Regions from separate parts of the Arachis hypogaea genome. Here region 1 is linked to region 2. The links are chromatin contacts, called in public Hi-C maps. All regions are on one chromosome and are shown on one strand. The core of a region is the stretch at or near the end of the contact, and the rest is flanking DNA. Distances in the headings are between cores, read along the strand shown. Region 1 holds the start of LOC112796678 (cytochrome c6, chloroplastic). Region 2 holds the start of LOC112796677 (protein PHLOEM PROTEIN 2-LIKE A1).

Region 1 (4,990 bases), core at 1,912-4,411, 140 kb after region 2:
TGTGTTCTTAGCTTCTTTATTGTTATGAGTACTACGTCTACATAGTGAGTCTATGATCTGTATTTAAAGTGAATTAGTGAAATTTGATCAATTCTTGTAATTTATTTTGGTGGAGTTTTGAAAAATTTTGGTTTTAATGATTTGGCTGTGATATTTAATTTTGCAATTGAGTGAGTGTGCCAGTTATCAAGTTTGATATTTGTGTGCAGAATCAAAATTTAAGGCTTCTTGAGAAATTTGGTGGTATTGGTTGAGTTTCTTTAAATTTTTGTTACTTGAATTTGCTGTGTTAATTATCATATTAATAGTTTGGAATTTGAAAACTTTGTGGCATGATGCTAATGGTTTCTTTGTGCTATTTGCTATACTGAACTTTGATTTGTTGCTTTGTTTTGTGTTGTGCCGACAAAAATTGTGCTAAAGTTTTGATAATCCTGGTTAATCTTAGAAAATTTTATTACTCTTTATTAAAGATGTGCTAAAATCTTGTTAGATTGGTCAGTAAAGATTCAATATATGCTAACAGCTCATGAATTGGCCTCTTAAATCTCTTAAATCTCTTAGATCTTCTAGTTGCCATAAGAATTTTATGTTGTTTGAATTTGATTTTTTGATGTTCTTTCACTCTTTAGCCCTTGATTTATGTAATTAGCATTTAATACAATTCTGTAATTTTTGTTAATTTGTTGAATTTCTGCTGTGATATTGAACTGACTTGTTGAATATTTATTATTTTAAATCTTTTCCAAATAGAAATGGCATCGAGTCAAGTTAATGCAAGTGAAAATATGATTCCTAATAATAAATATAGTAATACGGAAGCTTGTGAAATTCAAGAAGATTTTTCGATAAATGAAGAATAGGATGATTATTTAATAACTTATTTAGACTTTAGTTAAATAATTGTTTGTTACAGTAGTTTAACTGCTTTATTTACTACAATTTATTTTAATGTCGAATAAACTTGCCCGCTATAAATTTGTGTTTTGATTTGTGATTGAGCTGTAAATTTAAATTTTGAGTTGTGACTTTTGACTTGTGAATTTGTGTCCTCAGAATCCTAAAAAAATTTTATTTTTAATATTTTACGAGTTATGTTTACGTTCCGTCTTACCTCTTAAGAAATTACTAAAACTTTGAATTTTGTTAGTTTAGAAATTATTAAATTTAAATATTTAAAATTATATAGTGAATTTACAAAGAAATTTAAAAAAATTAAAAGTTTAAGTTTACCGGTGGTAAATCCGCTGGTATCTATTAATTTAATTATTAAAAATAATTAACATATTACTATCGAATTTATCAGGAGAAAATCCGACAATAACAACCTCCATAATTAAATTTATATTTGCCGCATTACCGGCGGATGAAAAAATCTGCCAGTAAATTCACCGCATTATCGTTGGATTTATTCTGCCACTAAATCCGAAAGTAAATCCAACAATATCCGCGACGTTTTTGTAGTGATATGCTGCATACTTGCTTCGTCAATGATCGGCATAATATCAAATTATATTAGACCACCAAATACTATAACGGATTCTAGTATAGAATATTGCTCACTCTCTTTAAAATATCATTCTCTTGCTTTGACAGAAACCATTCCGTAGCTCTACAAATGTCATGGTGCATGAAATCACAAACGAAAATGAATTCTCACATGCAAAGTTCACCCTCTCATGAATATTTCCTATAATTTTAATGTTGTAATACACCAGTATATTTGTGGTACCTTCTATCACACTACCAATACACTCAAACAATTCTCTTCGCAATAAAATGGTATCGAATTTTACCTTATATAGAAAGAGCACCCAACACGCAAGTCACATGTGCAATATGCTCCCTACGTATTGGCCAAGATGTCACCACATGTCTAACACATATCCCATATGTTGACTCAGTATGCGTCACTTGCATGTTGCCCTTACCTTGACTGCAACATCCACCCATTTGCAATTATATTATATTTTCCTATTTCGAACAAAATACTAACATTTTTTTTATATAGCAAAAAAATCAGCCGTCTTTAGAAGAGCAACTAATTCACTTATATATACTAATCAAATCTGTAATCATGAAATGTTTGTCACCATCCATTAGGGGTGTGCATGGGTCGAGTGAAATCGAATTTGATGTGACCCAAATCCGACCTGAAAATATATACCGGACCTATTTATTAGACCCGAACCCGGTCCTAAACCTGACGAAACCTATACACTTTCGGGTTACGATTATACCGAGTGAAAACCGAACCGTTAACATTATATTACCTTGATATCTTCTATAAGCTAGTATGTGAAAATATCCAAATTTTCAAGAACTCCAACCATTATTTGACATGGTAAAATTCACTTAGAAAAATATAATAAGAACCAACTCTTCTCTAAAATTAAAGCATAACCATAATCAATACTAATATTGTCTAATAACACCAAATATTTAAATCAATACACATAACACAATATTATGCATTAGTCTAAAATCTTATACATTTTAAACATAAAAACATTAACTAATAGTCTTATAATAACTAATAATACAAAATATTAAGGTTTACAATACTTAAATTCTATATAAGAATAGCCATCATTGATCACTAATAACACAAAATATTAACTGTGTATGATGATTGGGCCACCGGACCGAGTTCGGGTGACTCGAGCCATGACCCGGACCCGATCCAAAATAATGACCGAATTTATTTTTAAAATTTTTATCCGACTCTAAACCTGATAAAATCACACCAAAAAAAATTTCTAAAATATTCGAATTTTCGAGTAGGGCCGGACCTGCACACACCTACCGTACCATCCATTCCGTGCAGTGAATTGTTATGACATATTTTTTAACAGTTATATGCTCAAATGTGACTAGATACAAAGTAATTAACTTGATCTGATTCACTTTAGACGTTAATAAATTCATCTTTAGAATATGTTGTATTAAAAAACATGAATTATGTTTCGAAATTAATTTTAATATTTAAACTTTTTGGTGGACAATTAACTTTTTTTTTCAATTTGATGGATTTTAATTGACAGTATAAACAAGTTATCCATTTAGATTATCAATAACTTTAGATTATGAAAAATAATTATTTTTGTTGTTTATCTAATTTTTTTACACATATATGAAAATATAATTTTAGAGGAATTTTCCATTCATGTCAAATCGAACACTTTTTTTATTTTTGTTTTTTCTTTTTATTTATAAAACCTTGGAACATAATTTTTCAAGTTTTGAAATCGTTTCCTATTTACAGAAAAGAAATCAATTAATTTTCCCACTCTTTTGATCATATAACCATTCCAAATTTTTAACCACCACAGACAAAAATTTATTTTATTTTATATCTAGTATTTAGATGTGTGCATTGATACCTCATCATTGTTGTAGTGTACAACATACATTTCAGTATTTCACATCTCCCTTGAGTTTTAGCTATATGTATATATACTTATATTTTCCGCTTTCACATTCACTTTAGAACAAAAGAAGCAGCAACATGGAGCTTACCGGCATGATATCATGTTGCATTGATTACACTAGAATCCTCTCCACTAAGGTAATTAACTAATTAATTATACTCCTGTTATTCTCTCCGCCTGTCTCTTATCATCATGTGTGTTTATGAATCATAATCTTATAACCAACTAGAAGAGACTAGAATATGTAAGAAGGGTTAATGACATGTATGATGATATTGATTAAAGGATAATGTGAAGAAAGAAGAGAATTACATTCCTGGAAAGGTCAAGAATGGGGAAGTGAAGTTCTACAAGCTTAAGAGATTGGCTCCTCCAATTGTGGCTGCTCTTCTTGCCTTATCTCCTATCTCATCTCCCCAAGGTGACGTGTCAATCAATCCCACTGCCGCTCTTCTTATGCCTGGAATTACTGTAATGCCCCTGCTATATTTCTCTAAATTGCTGCTATATTGATAGATATATATTATTTTAAATAATTTTATTTAAATTTAAAAATTAAAAGATAATGAAAAAATTATATAATAATTTAATTATCTTTTATTTGTATTTACTTTTTTAATGATCAAATTTTTATATTAGTATTTTTAAGTGAAATAGTATTTTGAATTTGTTTTATTTAATAGTTTGTGGGTGGGTGTTGACGAAATTGCATGGACTATCCATTTTGTCACTTTTAATTCTGCATTATTAATTAAATATTATTTAAATATATTTTTTTTATCAAATTTAAAAAAAATTAAAATTTATTTTTAATATTTAATTTGTTTTAATTTTGTTTCTAGTATTTTAAATAAATTTCAACATTAAAATTCATTTTTCAGTAATCATGTGAAGTCAAACGTGAGATTAAAAGTTGAGGTGTGAAAGTAGTTCAGTAACGTCAACGATGAAGAGTAGAGTAGTACGGTAGGGATGGAAAATAGTACACTAAAATTTGAATTTTTTAAATTTTAGATTATTTAATAGAGTAAAGTATAATTTTTTTATTTTTTATTTTTGTTTTATTTATAAAATAAGTAATTAAAAATTATATTTTATTTTATAAAATAAAATTTAAAAGATATAAATTTATGTTGAAATGAGGAGTTGAGAAAGAAGTGTGATGATAATGGTAATAATAAAGTTAAAGATGAGAGGTTTTAAAAATATACTTTTTAAGATAGTAAGTGAAAACATTACTTACTAGTTAAATTGCCTATTATCTTCTATATATATATATGAGGAGTTGAGAAAGAAGTGTGATGATAATGATAATAATAAAGTTAAAGATGAGAGGTTTTAAAAATATACTTTTTAAGATAGTAAGTGAAATATATATATATATATATATATATATATATATATATATATATATATATATATTATATGGATGTGAGTGTGTGTCTGTATGTATGTGATAGATAAATTTTTGGTAAATTATTATTCAATCATCTTTTAAATAAAGAGCAAGTTATTTTTTATAATAAATTTAATAATTATTAGTTAAAATTAATTATACC
Region 2 (4,716 bases), core at 703-3,202:
TATTAGGTCGAAGAAGAACACGATCAGAGAAGAAGAAGAAGAAGAACGAAAACGCGAGAAGAACGAAGTTTACGTTATATGAGGCGCGTGTATAACAAACACGTAAGGGGATTCGGGAGGTGCATCTGATTGAAGTTACTTGGATAGCTTGGATGAAAAAATTACATGGATGTAAAGCTTTTTTGAAAAAAAAAGGTTGGAGACTAACTTCTAGGACAAACTCTTTGATTTATAAAGTACCCAAAAGCAAGTACTTTTCTTTCTTATCATTTATAAAGGTCTAGAAACCAATCTATCCTAAAGATATAAAAGTATCTTAGAAGATTGCAAGATTCTAGAAAAAGGTTTGAAAGGCAAATAAGTAGGGATAATATAATTTTTATTTTTGAACAAAAACATGTGACGATAATATTAACATAATTTAATTAAAGACCTCGGTCATTATCTCTTAACCAGAACCTTCAATAGGTGTCACAATTACTTTAGACTAATGGTCACTAAAATTCATCACTTATTACTGTTTAATTTTTTTCTCTTATGGTTCAAAATATACTCAGCATTAAAAGAAATTCAAACCCGAACAAATTAACATGAAAAAAAGAGTGGTTCTTACTCTGTGTTTCAATTATGCATTTGTATTCAGATTTTTCACGCCACAATAGAATTTCTCTCGTAACTTTTCACTCAGAAGATGATTTGAAAATCAATTTGGTCCATTAAAATTCTAACAAAAGTTAAGTTCTTCGTTTGGAAAGCTATCCACAGAATTTCCAATTTCCAAACTAAAATTTTTAATTTCTCAATCATATGTCTTAAATGTAAAAATGCCAGAATTAGTCATATACTGCTTAATTAATTGTCTACAAGTAATAAAGATTTGGCAATAACAGAGAGTAATGAATATACCTATTACAAAATTGGACCTTAGGGATGGTAGAAGAACATGGTGTTATACTCTGCTATTGGAAATTCAAACTCCAGAAGAAACTCGACAATTGTAGCAGCCTTAAGAAAGATTTGATTAAGTCATAATTAACATGTCTTTGAAAATATGAATATTTAGTCGTAAGAAATACCAAAGTTATGAGTGAAATTCGAACCTGCGACTTCAAGGTGAGTATGAAAAGACCATATCATTTGATCTATAACCTATTCACTTATTTTAATATTTCTTTATCTCAAGTGTTCTTTTGACATTTACCACTTGTTACTGTTGTTATCCAAGTTAGACGACTTATTTATTTTGTCAGAATCAATAAAATTCTTGCTTTTGGAAAAAGAAAAAGTAAAAAAAGTGGCTCCTTAGTATTATTCAATCAAATTAAAAAATCATATTATTTTTTAGCTAATAATAACCATCAATATTTTCTAAAATCACTTTTTTATTACCATCGCCAACTAGCAGCCGACCTCTATTGGTCTCTCTAAATCTTAAATTATAAATCTTAAATTTTAAACTTTTGAATCCTAAATGCTAAATCTTAAATTGCAAATCTTCCAAGAATAAAAATTAACAAATAATGTTATAATAAAAAATTAGTTAATATTAACTAATTAAAAGTTAATTTCATATACTTATTATTTTTGGATTAAATATATTTTTGTCTCTAATATTTATTTTTTTTAAATATCCGTAATTTTTAGTTGCATTCAATTCTATTCTTAATGTTTTTAATTTGTGTCAAAATTACCGTAAACGTTAACTCTGTAAAATTTTAGGGATAAATTAAAAAGTTTTAAGGATAATTTTAACTTTTGATACAAATCAAAATCATTAAAAACAAAATTGAATAAATTTAAAACGTTAAAAATAAAATTGAATGAAATGAAATGTTAGAAATATTTTAAAAAGAAATTACAAAACGATAGGAATAAAAAGTATACATTATCCACTATTTTTTAAATGTAACATTGTTTTAAACAAATATCTTTATATCACTAATCAAATAAATGCATCTAACATCATTTGCAATTTTCTTTACATTAGTTCGGCTATAAAAGAAAAAGGGTGCTACAATTGAAAATCCACTAATAGGTATAATAGTGATAGGAACCGAAGAAATTAACAAGAGAAATGGGAGCTGAACTTTCACGAGAAGTTGATGAGGAGCCTCGCAACCACCAACACCAGCAGCTGTTGAGGCCACAATCACAATCACAACCACAGCCTCAGCCGCAATTATCAAGAACGCAGTCTCCACAGCTAAGAAGGCCACAGTCACAACCACAACCACAACCGCAACGGCAGCCTGTGGCAAATAATGAAGGAGCTACCAGCAAGGATGGATGGTTACTGCCATCAAAACCATCCATCAAAGCCACAAACTCATCAGTGGAAAATTATTCCCCCACAAGAGTTGTAAAACCCAACAAGGGAAACAATCATCACCAATCCATGATAGCCACTACTAAATCCTCCAAAGAACTGATGATGAATCTTCCATATAGATATGAAGACATATTGAAGGGTGCAGACTCACCGGTTCATACATCTTCCAAGGAGAAGTTGCTTGATCAGCTATATTCTGGAGTCTTCTTAGACCATAACACTAAGGCAAGCTCAACACTCTATCTTTCTTTATTGATCAACTTGTCGCATGCCATATTATCTTTAGTTTAATATAATATAATTCTCTATTGAGCATTGATTATCATTATTGACAGAAATATTGGATAGAAAAGAAGTCCAATAGCAACTGTTTCATGTTATACGCAAGAGCACTATCAATCACGTGGGCAGAAAATCAACATTATTGGAAATGGGTAACCCAGAAAGAATCAAGGTCCGCATTTAGTTAAAATGAATCTTATGATCAAAGCACATTGATTTATCTTAGACAGCTTTTTTATCTAGTCCTAACTGATTAGAGCGAGTTATGTGATATTGCAGTGGCACAATTATTGAAGCGGCTGAACTGGAAAGAGTGTGTTGGCTAGAGGTGCATGGAAAATTTGATACCAGAAACCTTTCCCCAGGAACTCTATATGAAGTGTCGTTTATTGTAATGTTGAAGGATCTGGCGCAAGGGTGGGAAGTTCCGGTCAACGTTAGACTCGTGCTTCCGGGAGGTAAAAAGCAGCAACACAAGGAGAGTTTGATTGAGAAGTTACGAATGCAGTATATAGAGATTCCGGTTGGCGAGTTTGTAGCATCTGAAAAAGATGGTGGGGAGATGGAGGTGTCTCTGTATGAGTATGAAGGTGGCATGTGGAAGCAGGGACTTGTGATCAAAGGTGTTGCCATCAAACCAAAGGAACTAAGCTAGACAGTAATGAGATTTCTTTCTTTGATGTACGAAATCTTAGGAAGGATCAAATAGAGAACGCGAGCTAATAGTTTTAGTAACTTAAGCATATGATACTATGTTGTAGTGTTTCCAAAATAAGACTCTTTTAGGTGCATTAGTTGCACTATTGCAGTCGTCAAAAAAGTTTTAACAGAGGGCATCGAATTATGAATAATGAACGGGAATTATGAATTATTTATTGGATTTTAAAATAGTCGAATAAACAGTAACGTTTTACATGAACTTTGCACAACGAACACCACTCTTGGAACCATGAGTTAATGGTAGAAAGATGGTCATAACGAATACATATAATTCACAAATCATACATGAAAACATGGAGGAACATGGCAGCACCATCATTTCAGTTCTTATATACAAGTGATGGCGGCCACAATCAAACTGTACAGAAGGTGTTCCTCCCTGTTCACTCATTCAATCAACCGAAACAGATGCATTAGGCATCCACTGAAACGGTCACAGCTTTCAGTTTAACATGTTGTTTACCCTCGCGAACAGTGACGGTAGCATGAGCCTTAGTCCCATCATGTTTAACTGATATGGATCTCATCTCCATTTTATCATGACTATTGCTTTGTTCATCTTGGTCTTTGGAAATAACATCCCATTCCTCTTTAAGGGAAGCTACTTCTATACCCTTCTCTTTGTGACTCTCCATTTCAAAAGCAGTGGGTAGAATCACATAATCATTCAGGGGATCGTAAAAAGGATCTGGGTCTCCAGCTCTCAGCCAGTGCTTGATAATCCGGAATAGATGAGGTTCGCAGAGGATACCCCGATGTTCACCTGGAATTCCAACTCTTGCCTCAGCATTGAGCCCATCAGCCTGCATTTGAGATGATGATATAGCATATTAAACATAAGGCAGAATTAGAAGACATGAATTGCAGGTAGAATGATGCAGGAGAGGGATCCATAAATATCTTGGTCCCCCAATATTAGCTTGTTAATTGAATTATGATTCATGGAGGGTGAATTGTGCCAATGGAAACTTTATTGGTGTAATTATGTGGCAGTTGAAATTCCAGGGAAAGTAGATTTTTTCTAGAATATATCCACAAGTCACCAAGTGCAATCCTCCCAACATAGCTTCACATTGAAAAATATGTTAAACCAACCACAGTTGTAACAAATTCACATACTTCAAGGCATTTTTAGATTCGACTAATCACGAACTGCATAAAGACCAGCATAGGGAAGTTAGCAAACCTTAGCTGACTCTACTGGGACTGTTCCATCACCATCAACGCATATATATTTGGCCTGAATATTACAAAAATGTTAGCCTCGGCAATTGAATGAAAAAATAAAATGATGAAACAGTTGTTTTAACAGAGTGCACATTTCAAGTTAAACTTCTATCACAACAGAGACAGAAGACCTAAGTTGCAAGTCAATAAAAGAATTA

What was found. A called contact is a pair of places that touch in the nucleus more often than the background predicts.
Region 1: a Hi-C map of an unstated tissue shows a contact between it and region 2, with 4 times the contacts expected there. The contact joins the promoter of LOC112796678 here to the promoter of LOC112796677 in region 2. A contact is called at or near these places in 3 of 8 Hi-C or Micro-C datasets (leaf and an unstated tissue).

Annotation. Positions count from the first base shown.
Region 1 is chr4:37,548,913-37,553,902 of arahy.Tifrunner.gnm2.J5K5, forward strand. LOC112796678 (cytochrome c6, chloroplastic) reads left to right here and starts at 3,162. Exons shown (of 7, transcript XM_025839249.3): 1 at 3,162-3,568; 2 at 3,717-3,852. The coding sequence starts at 3,509.
Region 2 is chr4:37,410,983-37,415,698 of arahy.Tifrunner.gnm2.J5K5, forward strand. LOC112796677 (protein PHLOEM PROTEIN 2-LIKE A1) reads left to right here and starts at 1,953. Exons shown (of 3, transcript XM_025839247.3): 1 at 1,953-2,554; 2 at 2,665-2,783; 3 at 2,891-3,482. The coding sequence starts at 2,075. The coding sequence ends at 3,266. LOC112796676 (lecithin-cholesterol acyltransferase-like 4) reads right to left here. Exons shown (of 11, transcript XM_025839246.3): 10 at 4,518-4,571; 11 at 3,463-4,134. The coding sequence ends at 3,745.